Linked DNA regions of Gossypium hirsutum: all the other regions are linked to region 1. The links are chromatin contacts, called in public Hi-C maps. All regions are on one chromosome and are shown on one strand. The core of a region is the stretch at or near the end of the contact, and the rest is flanking DNA. Distances in the headings are between cores, read along the strand shown.

Region 1 (4,677 bases), core at 1,407-3,906:
ACCGTTAGCTCAAATACATGTTTCATTAGATTTCTCAACTAGTTGGAATCAGATAGACAGTTACCAAAGTGGGATTGAATGCCGTATTAAGCGTATAATCAATGCCGCGATGAAGATTGCAAGCAGATCAAATGGTTCCTATAAATGGATTATCTTTGATAGTTTGGGGAAGAAATTCTATCCGAAAGATGCAAATGAAATGCCTGAGAGACTAGAATCAGAAAATGGGGAGTCCAATTCAGATGTAAATGTCAAAGGGCTGAATCAGCATACATATGAAGCTGGAAAAGAATGCAAGACACAGATTGCAAGTGAAAACCAAAGCAGCCATCTTGCAGATGGGAAATCTGTTGCCATGGAAGAGGAAGAAGTTATTCTCTTGAAGCCTCTTACAAGACATAATTCAGCACCACCCTATGGGAAAATTCATAGCGAAAAAGACCCTGCGTCTCCAAACGAAATGGAGGAAACTGTTCCTTCCGATGAATGTTTGCGCCGTGCTACGTCCCTACTAATAGCGCAAAACCAGGCCAATTCTGATGCTTCAGATTTTCAATCTGACATCTCGAATTTCAGGCGCAGTAAGCCTGTCAAGCAACATGAGCCTTTTGTAAAAGATACCACGGCATTCTTGTTTTCAGAAGCCCCCATCTCTGCTGGGCCACCGTCACTTAGTTCTTGGGTTCTAAACCAAGGAAGTTTAAGCAGTACCGAAAAGACAAGAAGTGATGTTAGTAGACCAAGCTTGAGCCCTATTGCTGAAGTAGCCACTTCATCCCTGAGCGATCTCTCGATCCATCAAACCGAGGATTCTGTCAATTCATCAAGATTTGATGCTTTAACCAATTACTTGTACTCACCTCCACCATATTCGGCTCCAATTCCTTCTGCCCCTTTATTGCCTGATGATGCTGCTTGGTTTAATGGTAATCAGTCTAGCTTTTCCGGGGTGAATGGCTCAGAGTTCATTAATAAACCCGAGAATTTCTACAATGCATCAAGGATAAGTGGTTACCCCAATTGGTCTCCTGATGGCGAACGTATTTATGGTTCTGGTATTCCTGGTTTCATTGATAAATACCCTCCATTCAGCGGGATGACTTCTTCAGAATGGCTTCGGAGATACAGAGAAAGTCGCAATCTTGATCATGCCAACAGCCATGTGCAGCCTATCAACTATTATGCTCCCGGGAACCCCATTCCCACACATGATGGTTCCCGTGTTGGTCTTTTCAATCAATACGGAGTACCATCTGTTACAAATCCAACAATTTACACAGAGAGTTCCGTGTTGCATCAAGGATTTCCCCGTGTTTACGGCATGGAGGAACCGAGAAGGGAAAAGCCGTTTCATGGTTATCAAAGACCGAGCCATTATGGCTGTGGGGCCATGACTGAGCTTAGAGACGAGCCACGGCCACTCTTGCAGTATCTAAAAGAGAAAGAATGGCTACTCCAGCAGGATCCAACCCTGAGAAATCCTACTTTCATGGGAAATTGAAAACCTTGAAGCTCTCTTTGGACATTCGCGTAGCATACATCCTGTGTGTGTATATATATATAGACATAAAGAAGTTGAAAATATGAATGTAGGTATGTTTTAGTCATAAGTCTGAAAATGAGGTATTCAAGTGTGAAGAAAGGGTGTCACAGATTTAGGATGATTTTATAGTGATATATAATGTTGTCTTACTGACCAGAAATGTTGTCTTCTATAAATTTACTTTGCCATGCGTAATGGACGAAATCCCCATCAATAAGGTACCCAAGCCAATGGAAAGGCAGCTGATGGTGTCTTAGGCGGAGAATTTGCTGTGCGACAATGGGTAAAGTTTTTTTTTTTTTTTGTACAAAGACGAGAAGAATTTAAGGCGAAGTAAAGCTAAAAACGATTCAGAAGCAACCTAGCCGAACAGCGAGTTTCGCTCTTCAGGTGGCAATTGTTTGATGATTGTAGTATAATTTTGACGTCCTGGAGAAGTTTGATGCCTTCAAAGATTGGCTGCTTTGAAACATCCTGTGTTAATATTTCTCCCTCCTAAGTAGCCTGCAGTAATTAACATTAAAAGTTCTGAGAAGCAAATAGAATAGCACGGAGGATGAAACTGTGCACAGATATAAGCTGAAAACCATTGGAATCCCGGAACATAATTTTGTCTGTTGTGGACAATGATGAGGGAGAGCAACCATTGAACAGGGGAGGGATTCACCGAAAGGGGACGTGAGATCTTTGTTGAAGAGAGGGAGAAACATTGCTTAGAAAGAAGTTGAGAATAATTTGAGTAATTTTTGAGATTATCTTAATCACCACAAAAGGGGCATAAATTAGTGCCTTTGAAAATGAGATTGTTTCTTTTAAGGCAACAGACCTGACTTTTACTCGGAACTTCAGCATTTTACTCTTTTTAAGAAATGAAGCTTAGAGGAGATCATCGGTTTTCATGGAGGATTTTGAAAATAGTACTAAAAATGTTAGGCATTAAGTTGATTTTAAAAAGAAAAATCTCGAGTACCACCATCAGTCTTTAATATTTTTTTATATAAAAATACATTAAAAGTTTTATAAGTAAAATATTTGAGAGGTGAAATATGATGTAAAAGTAGAACCATATGAATTGTTGGAGTTTGGGTTATTCTTATTATTAACTACCAAACCGGCTATAACCCTAAACCACTGAACCCAACGGAGAAGAAGCGCTAGGAATTTCTATCGGGTAAAGTCTCCGACTTTGCTTCTCAAACTCAAGATCTGAAGATCCAATGGAGAAAGAACAATCAGCAGGAGGCGATATATCGTCAGCCCAAGCTGTTTTACTTGGAGCTTTAGCTCCTGGTGTCAACGTCGGTTCTGTTTTCCTTCTCTATGATCTGCCCCCGCCCCCCGCCCCCCCCCGGCTTCTCTTTTTAGATATTTACAATATTTGCAGCCATATTTATTTATGTAGTTTCTAATGAACAATTTTGGGTTTCAGGGTCCTACATGGAGTACTCTAAAATTAACGTTTTTGATGTTAGGTCTTTGCCTTGCTCTCATGTTGGGTTTAGCATTCTCCTCTACTGATTCCTCCTTGATTCTTCATGTTGCTTTCCTTGTTCTCATTGCCATCACCCTCTTCTTGCTTCTTAACTGGTATTACTATCTATGCTAACCCCCCCCCCAATTATCTTTTGTGTTGAACATGGATTTATAGTCTTCTAGCTTTATATTAGTTTTTGCAGTTGCTTTATTTGCTATTTATGATTTAAATGAAAGTCATAGGATTTTGTATGATCATTTGGCACTTTCTATGTTAGATCTGAGAGGATACTTTAATTGTCAAAAGGTATTTGTACCATAATTACCATGATTCTCTCAGACTTTAATGGTTTGGTATTTTAGCATTTGAAAATTTCAGTGTTTTGTCACAAACATGATGGGTTTTAGCATGCTCTTCTGATATAATGGTGATATATTAGATATCAGTTTGGATTGAACCTGCCTGTTATCATGGCACATAACATGGTTTAGATAGACATGGTGAGTAGGGAGCTCGGAATTTTGTTTTGAAAATGTCGATTCTTGCATGCTCGCATAGTTCTTTTTCCAGTTTTAGAACAATAAATTGGAGGGAAGAATGCGAAAGTGACTGGTTCTTATAATGCTAGCAGTAATTATATGCATAGGGATGATGATATTTGAAATAGCAAAATTGAATCTAAAATCTTTTCTAGTTGGAAACTGTTACTTGACATACACCCTGAATTTGGTTGATTGGATGGATATCTTATGCAGGTTTCTTGAACAGACCGGTTTGGTTTCTGTTGAGCGCCAAATGCAGGAGATGGACTTAATACCGAATAATCGTAAGAGAGAATGAACAAGAATCAATTTAACAGAATGAACTGAGTTTTCTTTTTCTTAACTTTTGAATTGCATTACGGGTGAAGATGTCATCAAACACAAGGAAAGGTGGAGGATTTGAGAATGAGATGGCATTTCTAAGAAAAACATGTTAAAGAGAAGTGTTAGCAAATCATGTTGCTTCATTTTTCTTTCCCGGGAATCACATCGGGGACGCCGATCACTAGTCGCTCTTTGCTTCCTTCTCCTTATGTTTGCTCTTCTTGGCCTTGATGAAGCAGAAGCATGAGCAGCATGGGAGTTGAAGCAAAAACTTCATATTTCTTGTACTGATGATTCATTTGCAAAAATTGAGATTTATATAGAACTCCAATCTTAGTTTTCTTGTAAGGATTAAATATATTCTAATATGGATGCCATTACTGAGGTAGGATTCCTAGCATATCAATGACATATTCATAGCCATTGGATGTCTTATGCTTCTTTGTGTGGGTCATGTTAGGGCTTTTTCTCCTCCTTTTCCCCCAAACGAATAAAGTCCATGCTTTTTTGTTATTTTCCTTGGCAAAATAAAAAGACTTATGTTTTGAAAGGAACACAAAGAATCTGGTTGACCCTGTTCAAGGGTTTCAATTAATAATCTTTGCCAACTAGTTGTAGGATGTCTCAATAATAATAATAATAATAAATAAAGAGACGATGATTTCTTCACTGCAAATCTTTTAGTAATTTTTATCAAAGATAATTATTTGACAAAATAATTACCCTAATGTCTTAAAATAAACAAACATAAAATATTGGGTTTGAAGGGTAAATCAGAGATTAATAGATGTCTT
Region 2 (4,677 bases), core at 1,516-4,015, 430 kb before region 1:
TCAAAATGTCATTAACTCAAATTCAGAATAAATTTAGAAGAAGATGTAATATCCCTCACTTTTCATATTTATAGTTTATTATGATAGATACCCTTCTCAACATACAGATATACATTTCTTTTCCACAGAACCCTTATGACTTTATTCAACTCTTATTCTTGAGCATATCAATACTTTATCTTGGTCATACTTATTACAAAAGAGACAGACATTCAGATTCATAGCTTACAAAATATTCCTGATAGTTCACACCACATAAACTTAGCAAAGCACACCATACATGCAATCAGATAAAGTACGCCACTAAGGAGATCTATTTAGAGTTCGCTAGAAATGCATTCCATTTAGAGTTCACCACAAAGGCTATTCTTTATTGTCATGTTTACGATATGGATTTTCTTAAACTCACATTACATGAGGTTTGCCCATCATCGTCCTGGGATACACAGAGAACCCCATTGGGTAATCACCATTCCCTAGTTCTTTTTCAGAGGGTACCATGACCATGGACTTTTCCTTCAGAGTTTATATCAGAATTCGTGTTTTTAGTCCCAACGGACTCCATTAGACACCACTGCGATGAACAGACCTAGACTCTCTTAACAGACACTTTATGTATTGACACAATCTAAATTCAACCTTTTACTTCACTAACATACACTCAATCAGAACACACACATCTCATAGCATACATTTCAAACATATACATACTCAACCATACTTCAATGTTTCAATACTCGTACACTAATGATCATATAATATACTTTTCATGACTTCGAATCCATTGTTCAATCAATTTCCTATAGATGACTCACAATATGATCAGTATACATACAGGAGTCAACATAAAACTCACCTGACGCCCATGTACAGCACCTTAAACTCCAGATTCATACTTCCATCATGAAACTACAGCAACCACTACTTACAAAACATAGGAACACCATTAAAACTCTTTCACATACTATTTACCATCATCTCGAGCATAGATAACCCCCATGCAAAGCTTTATTTCTTCATCTTACTGTTAATGTACCCATACAGGCTTAAACTTTCATAACTTAACATGCAGAGCCATAATACTTACCTTGACATGGAGTATCTACTGATAAAAATATAGAATTACAACTTCCAGCTTAAAGAAGAAAGAAATGTTTTTGGTTCCTTAAAAATAAGATAATAACACTTTAGAAGAAGGAAGAAGAAAACTCCCCTTTTTTTCAAACTTGAATACATATATATACAACCTATATCCTTATTATGGAACTTGACATGTGTCACAATCTTTCAAAATTGTCCTTATTTTGGTCTACGACCCTTGAGGAGAACACAAATGATCATCTAATAAATTTATTTATACCTAACTCATCTACTCAATTGATTCCTAACTAGAATGTTTACAACGTAACGAGCATAGTAATTTCAATCAAACTTGGCATACAATACCTTTGGTATTAACCCAACTTGCAATTTCCCCAATACTTTTACCGAGCTCTTTTTCTTTACAACTCAACACATTTTAAGGTCATTCTTTACCTAATATCTCAACTTCTGTTATGCGCCCATTCTATACGCCTAAAAGAAACTATTGGACGGATAGAACTATGCCACATATATTACTCTCAGTCTACGCGCCAAAACTTAAGACTTGCCAAACCAAAGATGCTACAATTTCTATAGCAACCAAAGATAAGAAAGTGATGAAAGTATTGTAGACAAAGGAAAGAAAGTGATAAAAGTGTGAAAGGAAGAAAATAGAAGCAAATAGAGTGAAATCTAGCTAAAAAGAGTGTCCTGAAAGTGATCATGTGAAAAGTGTTCGTGAGTGGCTTACCGAATCACATCGCATCAACACAGTAATATGGAAAAGTATGAATTTCAATTTATGGACAATAATGTGGCATGTACTTAGGTAAGGAATGTGTTAAGTAGATAGTGAAATGCCTTGAAAACAAGTTTTGTTGAAGTGGGAATGTCTTGAAGATTGTGTGGTTAATGATTAGTGATTGAACATGGATGTGTTACATGATGTTTTGAAGGTATGTATTGAGGTATTTTAAAGAAAAGAATGGAACTTAAGTGATGTATTAATCTTGAAATGTGACATCTTTTGCTCGAGTTATTGATTTGACTCGTGTAAGGGATGTTACAACCGTTGATTCTATAAGAGTAGGGCCAAGTTGTATATCCAATCACATCCTAGTAGAGCACTCCAAGGCTCTACTACTAGCACTATATGGTCTTACATTATACGATACCTATTTAGTGGAAGCCACATCAAACTCCTCTGTATAACCCTCTTCGTTTTTTTAAAAAAAACTCCAAGCACTTAACACACCATTGAAACCCTGCCCAACTTTTTACATCTTCTTTAGTGGATCTTAGTGTACTAGTGTGAACCACATCCAACTATGATCTCAACCTTGTTTAGTGCTTCTCAACACACCTTTACGAACCATGTTTGACTATTGTCTAAATGTTGCATTGGCAAAACTATTGTCATAACATAAAAAAATTATTAATATAGGCCACTTACAAAGCTAAGCTTTTAATCTAAGTATTTAATATTTAAATTTTAATATTAAAATGTCACTTAAAAATTAAATATAAAACCACTTTTAAGTTTTACATTAGTGCAAGGAGATTCTTCCCACTTAAAATATATTTATTTGAGTAGCACTCAAATAGTGGAGGCCCAATTAGAGATCCGAGTTCTCATATAAATGTAAACAAAAGGCCCAAATTCCTATGGTAAACCTGTCATTTAAGACAATGTAGATCCCCTCCGTCGGACTAGGGTTTTCTTTTATCTTCTTACACACTTGTACTCTTTATACACTTCGGCTCCACTGCAAGCAAAATCTAGAGATCCGTCGACAATGGTAGGAGTTTTCGAAGTAGGCGCCGTTCCGTTTAATCCTGACGGCTGGGGTCCGCCCGACTCCACCACCGCCACCGCGCCGTCCACCACCACCACTCTCCCTCTTCACGTTCCTTTCGCTCCCTTCTCCCGCTCTGAAAAACTCGGCCGAATCGCCGACTTCACCCGATCTTTTGCAAATGCCAACCCATCTAACCGCCCTTCTTCAGGGAAGCCTGGCGCAGCCTCCTCAGAGTCGCCCTTCGATTTCTCGCTCGACCTCGATACTTTCCCTCTTGCGAACCCCGAAGACGATTCTTCCTTCCGTTTAGTCGACGCAAAGCCGCCCACGCGGCCTAAATTTGGCCCCAAGTGGCGCTTCAACCAACACCGACCTCAACTTCCTCAACGGCGAGATGAAGAAGTTGAGGCCCGTAAAAGAGAAGCTGAAAAAGAACGAGCCCGACGTGACCGTCTTTATAATCTCAACCGATCGAACCAGAACCAGCAACGTCGTGAAGCTGCGATTTTCAAATCCTCCGTCGATATCCAACCAGAGTGGAACATGCTGGATCAAATCCCTTTCTCAACATTCTCCAAATTATCCTTTTCCGTTCCAGAACCTGAAGATTTACTTCTCTGCGGTGCTTTAGAGTATTACGATCGCTCCTTTGATCGAATTACCCCGAAGAACGAACGGAGACTCGAGAGGTTCAAGAACAGAAACTTCTTTAAAGTCACCACGACTGACGACCCGGTGATCCGAAGATTGGCAAATGAGGACAAAGCAACTGTTTTCGCCACTGATACGATTCTGGCAACGTTAATGTGTGCACCCAGGTCAGTTTATTCTTGGGACATTGTGATTCAACGTGTTGGGAATAAACTATTTTTCGACAAAAGAGATGGGTCACAGTTAGATTTGCTATCAGTCCACGAGACCTCTCAGGAGCCATTGCCTGAAGCTAAAGATGATATTAACTCTGCTTATTCATTGAGTGTTGAAGCAGCTTACATAAATCAGAATTTTTCACAGCAGGTTTTGGTTAGGGATGGGAATAAGGTTAGTTTTGATGAGCCGAACCCATTTGCCAATGAAGGTGATGAGGTGGCTTCTGTGGCATATAGGTATAGGAGGTGGAAACTTGATAATGATATGTATTTGATTGCACGGTGTGAGGTTCAGAGTGTTGTTGAAGTTAATAATCAAAAGTCTTTCCTCACTTTGAATGCGCTTAATGAGTTTGATCCCAAGTATTCTGGTGTTGATTGGAGGCAGAAGTTGGAAACACAAAGGGGGCAGTCTTGGCTACCGAGTTGAAGAACAATGCGAATAAGTTGGCTAAATGGACTGCTCAATCAATATTAGCTAGTGCCGATTTGATGAAATTGGGTTATGTTTCGAGGGTTCATCCTAGGGATCATTTTAACCATGTGATATTGGGTGTTGTTGGTTATAAGCCAAGGGATTTTGCTGCACAAATTAATCTGAATACTGCTAATATGTGGGGGATTGTGAAGTCCATTGTGGATTTGTGTATGAAGTTGAATGAGGGGAAATATGTGCTTGTGAAGGATCCATCAAAGCCTCAAGTTAGGATTTATGAGGTCCCAGCTGATGCTTTTGAGAACGATTATGTGGAAGAACCATTGCCAGAAGAGGAGCAGGTTCAGCCACCTGCGGAGGATACTGAAGCTGGGGAGCCGAATGGCACTACAAATGATGTTGAGGCAAAAGAGACTGAGACACAAACTTAATGGTAATGGTTCCTTGGGATTTTTCTTAATATATTCCTCTGCATTTTGTGTTGTGCCAC
Region 3 (4,677 bases), core at 899-3,398, 380 kb after region 1:
AATTCAATTAATGATTGCAAATATAAGATATTTGCTTTCTTTTGCAATTAGGCTATTCAGATAAATTAGACCTACCTGTCCACCACTACCACTATACCGCCTGAAGCAACATTCGGCTTTAGACTCGAGACCCAGCTAACACTTTTTGTTATCAAGAAAAAACAAGCAGCTTTTTCTTTACGGGAGCAAATCTAGCTAGTATTGGAATTTCAATATTTAATATTTAATAAATTTTATTATCAATATTTAATAAATTTTATTCGAATTTTAATATTTATAATATTTTCCTATAACCCTTTCTCAGCCTAAAAAACCTAGCTAGTATTAATTTCTAGTGGGTATTAGACCAAGTAACAACCTCATTTGTCCTTTTTCATTCATTTCCAGTTCTTACTCTTGAGTAGTTACTATTAGGTCATTGTTGTGTTCATGTTTGATTAACTAAATATAAAATTATTTTTGATAATAAAATTATATCAATATATAATATTATTTATGATCACGATATTTGGTGTTTTATATTGCTTTCTTTGATTTATTTAATCGAACTATCAAAATTTATTATTCTTATAAAAATTTATTCTATTTTTTATTCTTTACAACACAACAATTTAAGTTTTATGATATTTTGTTTTACTCATAATTTAATATAATTTTCTAGTAAAGTAGTTCAAATAAACTGTGATTGAAAAATAATAATAAATAGTTAGGAGTTAGGACGACTTCTCTTTAATAAAAACATTTTGTATTAAACAATATTATTTGTTATCATTTAAATGTAAATTTGACCAAAATATAATAAATACAACAAAATATCAATTTTTTCAACTTATAATAAAAAATATAATTGAAACATTACTTGAGAATATATCAAAGAATGAGATTTAGATTTTATTATTATTAGCGGCGCTTTTTCAAAAACGCCGCTAAAGGCCTGAGTATTAGCGACGCTTCTTCAAAAACGCCGCTAAAGGCTCGAGTATTAGCGGCGCATTTTCAAAAACGCCGCTAAAGGCCAGAGCATTAGCGGCGCTTTTTCAAAAACGCCGCTAAAGGCCCGAGCATTAGCAGCGCTTCTTCAAAAACGCCGCTAAAGGCTAGATCATTAGCGGCGCTTCTTCAAAATTGCCGTTAAATGCCCCAAAAACTTAGAAAACGGTGTCGTTGGGCTTAGGCTTTTTGCGGCGCTTTTTAAAAAACGTTGCTAATGCTGATTTTTAGCGAAGTTTTCCAAAAAGCGCAGCTAATGCTTGATTTTTAGTGGCATTTTTTGTCCAAAAGCCGCTAAAAACGCAGCTAAAAGTCTGTTTTGGTGTAGTGAAAATTCATAAGAATTAATATTAAAAAATAAAAAAAAAATTAGTTGAACCGCTCAATCAACCAATCCATACTAATTCTCGAGTCAAACAATCTAAAGCCTTTCTCCAGACCGATACTCTGGTCAATTATCGATTCACCTGTCTAGTCTAGTCTAATTCAAACAATAATGTTTAAAATTCTCTTAAATATTTCAATTTTTAAAAAAAATGTTTTCAAGAGAATTAGTTGAAATCTAAATCTAAATTTCAATTATCCAAACAATGAATTTGGATTACTTTAAAATCTTAATTTTCAAATATTTTAATTTCTAAACAAAGACATTGGAACTGATGAATTTATAAATCATATAATTCGCAAACGCTACCTAAAAGAATTTGAAATAAAAGTAAAATGATTTGATTAAATGGAAAGCAAAACCGAAGGACTTAAAATACTAGAATCTCCAAATAGCAAAAGGGCTTAAATATAGAATTGGCCATGTAAATGAATGTGAGCTTAATGTGTAAATCAAAATACAAATTTTATTTCAAATGTTGTTTACATAGTTAAGAAGAAATAATTTGATACAACATAAATATTAAAAAAAAGAGGACTTCAAGGACAAATATATCATATTTCGAAAGGGTACTTTATAGGAATTAAAAAAATGCACTTTTTTTTTTGAAATTTCAACTAGATTAAAAAATAAATTTGAAACAAACAGTCCCTCGGGCTTTAGCCCAACAACTGGATTCTAAAAAAAACTGCAAGAAACAGGCTAACAGCAGTTTAGCCCACTTAAGAGTAAAAACAAGAAAAAGACAAATTCAAAACCACTAGCTGAACGGTACAATTGTCCTCATAAATTCTTCTGACTTTTCTCTGCCCAAGACAACTGAAACGAAAAAGAAAATCCCCTCAAATCTTTTGCTTTCTGATTGCTTTTACAACCGGCATTAACTCTTTCATTTCAATCGTCACTCCAAATGCCGAACCCCATCATCTTATCCCCTTTCCTTCTACTTTGAATAGCCAAGGCGATTTGGCTTTGGTTCATCACAGATCGATCGTGAAGTCTCTCCCACCAGGTACTGCTCCTCTCCCTTCTGTAGTGATCTTTTTGCTAATTTATGCTCCTCCACATTTTCAGACCTTGGGATGAAATAGAATCTGACTTTTTGAAAGAACTCTTTTAAGCTTTGAATGTCACTGATTATTGCTCCTATTTCTGATCTGTCTCGACTTCCACTTTGACATTTTGTTATCACTGTTCTTGAGTCTCCTATTATGTCAATAGTATGATATCCCAACTGGATCCCTAACTTTGTTGCTTGAAATCCTGCATGTGCTTCCGCTGCAAACAGATATGCAACATTGTCATGAAGGATCGATTTTGCTTCAACGATTCTACCCTCCTCATTCTTAACAATAAGACCTGATGCAGATCTGTGGTTCTGTGAGTCAAAAGCTGCATCGAAAAAGATGGACTTATTTGCCCCTTGTACACTCTGTCTAGGCCTTGCGCTGACTTCCAAGGCGATTACCCTTTCCTTGATTCCTTCCAGTTTTGAAATGTAGCTTTTAATTTGTTTTGATATATCCCAACTGGTGCTATATTTATCTTCATATATTAGCTTGTTCCTACTTGTCCAGATTCCCCACAACCCGTAGCAAAATCCCATGCACTGTTCATTTGTCCCTATGCTGAAGACCCAAGATAGCCAACTCCATAAATCAAAATGGTTAGTGTTAAGTACCCAGGAGAAATTTAACTGACTCCAAATTTCTTTCACTATAGGGCACCTCTGAAAGATGTGGAAGCTATCTTCTTCTTCCTGACCGCATCTCGAACAACGGTCTTCCGTCATTACTCTTTTCAACTTAAGATTAGAAAAAGTAGGAATGTAATTCCACGCTATTTTCCACACTGTAATTTTAATTTTTGAAGGCATATGTAGATTCCACAGTTTCCTGTAAAAGTGTTTAGAATCGGCCTGTAAATAATCATTAGGATCTATTGTAGACTCCTGTAATAGTTTATAGGCGCTTCTTACTGAAAAAATCCCAGTTGCCTCTCCTCTCCATACTTGGATGTCTTCGTGAATAGTCTTTGAAAGCGGGATCTGCAGTATCTTCCTTGCAATATCCGTATTAAAGGTACTGATAATCAAATTTCTGTTCCATGTTCTACTTTCTTCATTTATTAAGTCAGCCACCACTTTGATGCTTTCACCACGGTTGTTGTTTTGTAATCTGTCTTCAGTCACTCCCGGCACCCAGCCATCATTCCATATTGAGATATGGTCTCCTACCCCTACCCTCCAGCACAATCCATCCATCAAAAGTTTTTTTGTCGACCAAATACTCCTCCAGGTAAGTGAAGGTAGGTTACTTAACGAAGCATTCATAAAGTTTGTTCTCGGAAAATATTTAGCTTTTAAAAATCGGGCTAACAAAGAACTCAGATAATTAATAAGACGCCAACCCTACTTAGCTAATAGTGAAATATTGAACTTAACTAAACATCTAAAGCCTAAACAACCTGATTCTTTTGCTAAGCAAATATCCTTCCATGCGCACCAATGTATCCCTTTTTTCCCTTTATTTTTCTGCCACCAAAATTTTGCAATAATACTATCTAATTCCTTACAAAACGATTTAGGGAGTAAAAAACAAGACATTGCATATGTTGGTATAGATTGTAAAACTGCTTTGATGAAAATCTCCTTACCTCCTTGTGAAAGATATTTGATGCTCCAGTTCTCAATATGTTGCCTGAATCTGTCTTTCAAAATTTGGAACGCTGCGTTTTTCCTCCTTCCCACCAAATTAGGAAGCCCTAGGTAATTCTCCATATCATCTGATCCCCAAGAATTCGAGTAATTGTATGTCTTTCTTCCTCTTGTGAATTGCTGCTGAAAAAAATCGTAGACTTCGAATAATTCACTTTTTGACCTGAACAAACGTCATAATGATGCAGAATCTGTTTTAAATGGATTGAGCTCCTCTCTGTAGCTTCCTCAAACAGCATACAATCATTTGCAAAAAGTAAATGTGAAACCTGTGGCCCACTTCTTGCCTTAACTCCTCTTACTTTGTTCTCCTGCATTCCTAGCTCCATGAGACTAGATTGACCTTCTCCACAGAATTAGAATAAGAATGGACTCAATGGATCCCCTTGTCTAAGTCCTCTAGTGGGGGAAAAAGTTTCTCCAATATGTCCATTAAGAACCACCGAATAAGAAACTGTATTCACACACTTGAATAATGAAGCCACCCAATCAGCGTAGAATCCCATTTTCTTCATCTCTTCCACAATTCCATTCTACCCTATCATACGCCTTACTCATATCTAGCTTGACCGCCATAAATCCTTTC

The links. Hi-C and Micro-C count contacts between places; a contact is called where the count stands out from the background.
Region 2: a contact with region 1 is called in a Hi-C map of leaf, with 2.7 times the contacts expected there. The contact joins the promoter of LOC107901806 here to the promoter of LOC107901802 in region 1. A contact is called at or near these places in 4 of 34 Hi-C or Micro-C datasets (all in leaf).
Region 3: a contact with region 1 is called in a Hi-C map of leaf, with 4 times the contacts expected there. The contact joins the promoter of LOC107901795 here to the promoter of LOC107901802 in region 1. A contact is called at or near these places in 4 of 34 Hi-C or Micro-C datasets (callus, leaf and petal).

What each region holds. Positions count from the first base shown.
Region 1 is chrD06:46,079,784-46,084,460 of Gossypium_hirsutum_v2.1, forward strand. It overlaps LOC107901802, which reads left to right and starts at 2,657. Exons shown (of 3, transcript XM_041095836.1): 1 at 2,657-2,841; 2 at 2,973-3,130; 3 at 3,773-4,283. The coding sequence starts at 2,761. The coding sequence ends at 3,857. LOC107901801 (protein SMG7L) reads left to right here. Exons shown (of 9, transcript XM_016827949.2): 6 at 1-2,841; 7 at 3,016-3,130; 8 at 3,773-3,843; 9 at 3,928-4,283. The coding sequence ends at 1,501.
Region 2 is chrD06:45,647,177-45,651,853 of Gossypium_hirsutum_v2.1, forward strand. It overlaps LOC107901806 (eukaryotic translation initiation factor 3 subunit D), which reads left to right and starts at 2,766. Exons shown (of 3, transcript XM_016827965.2): 1 at 2,766-4,158; 2 at 4,161-4,620. The coding sequence starts at 2,880. The coding sequence ends at 4,618.
Region 3 is chrD06:46,457,505-46,462,181 of Gossypium_hirsutum_v2.1, forward strand. LOC107901795 reads left to right here and starts at 2,149. Exons shown (of 4, transcript XR_005914887.1): 1 at 2,149-2,387; 2 at 3,098-3,456; 3 at 3,563-3,682.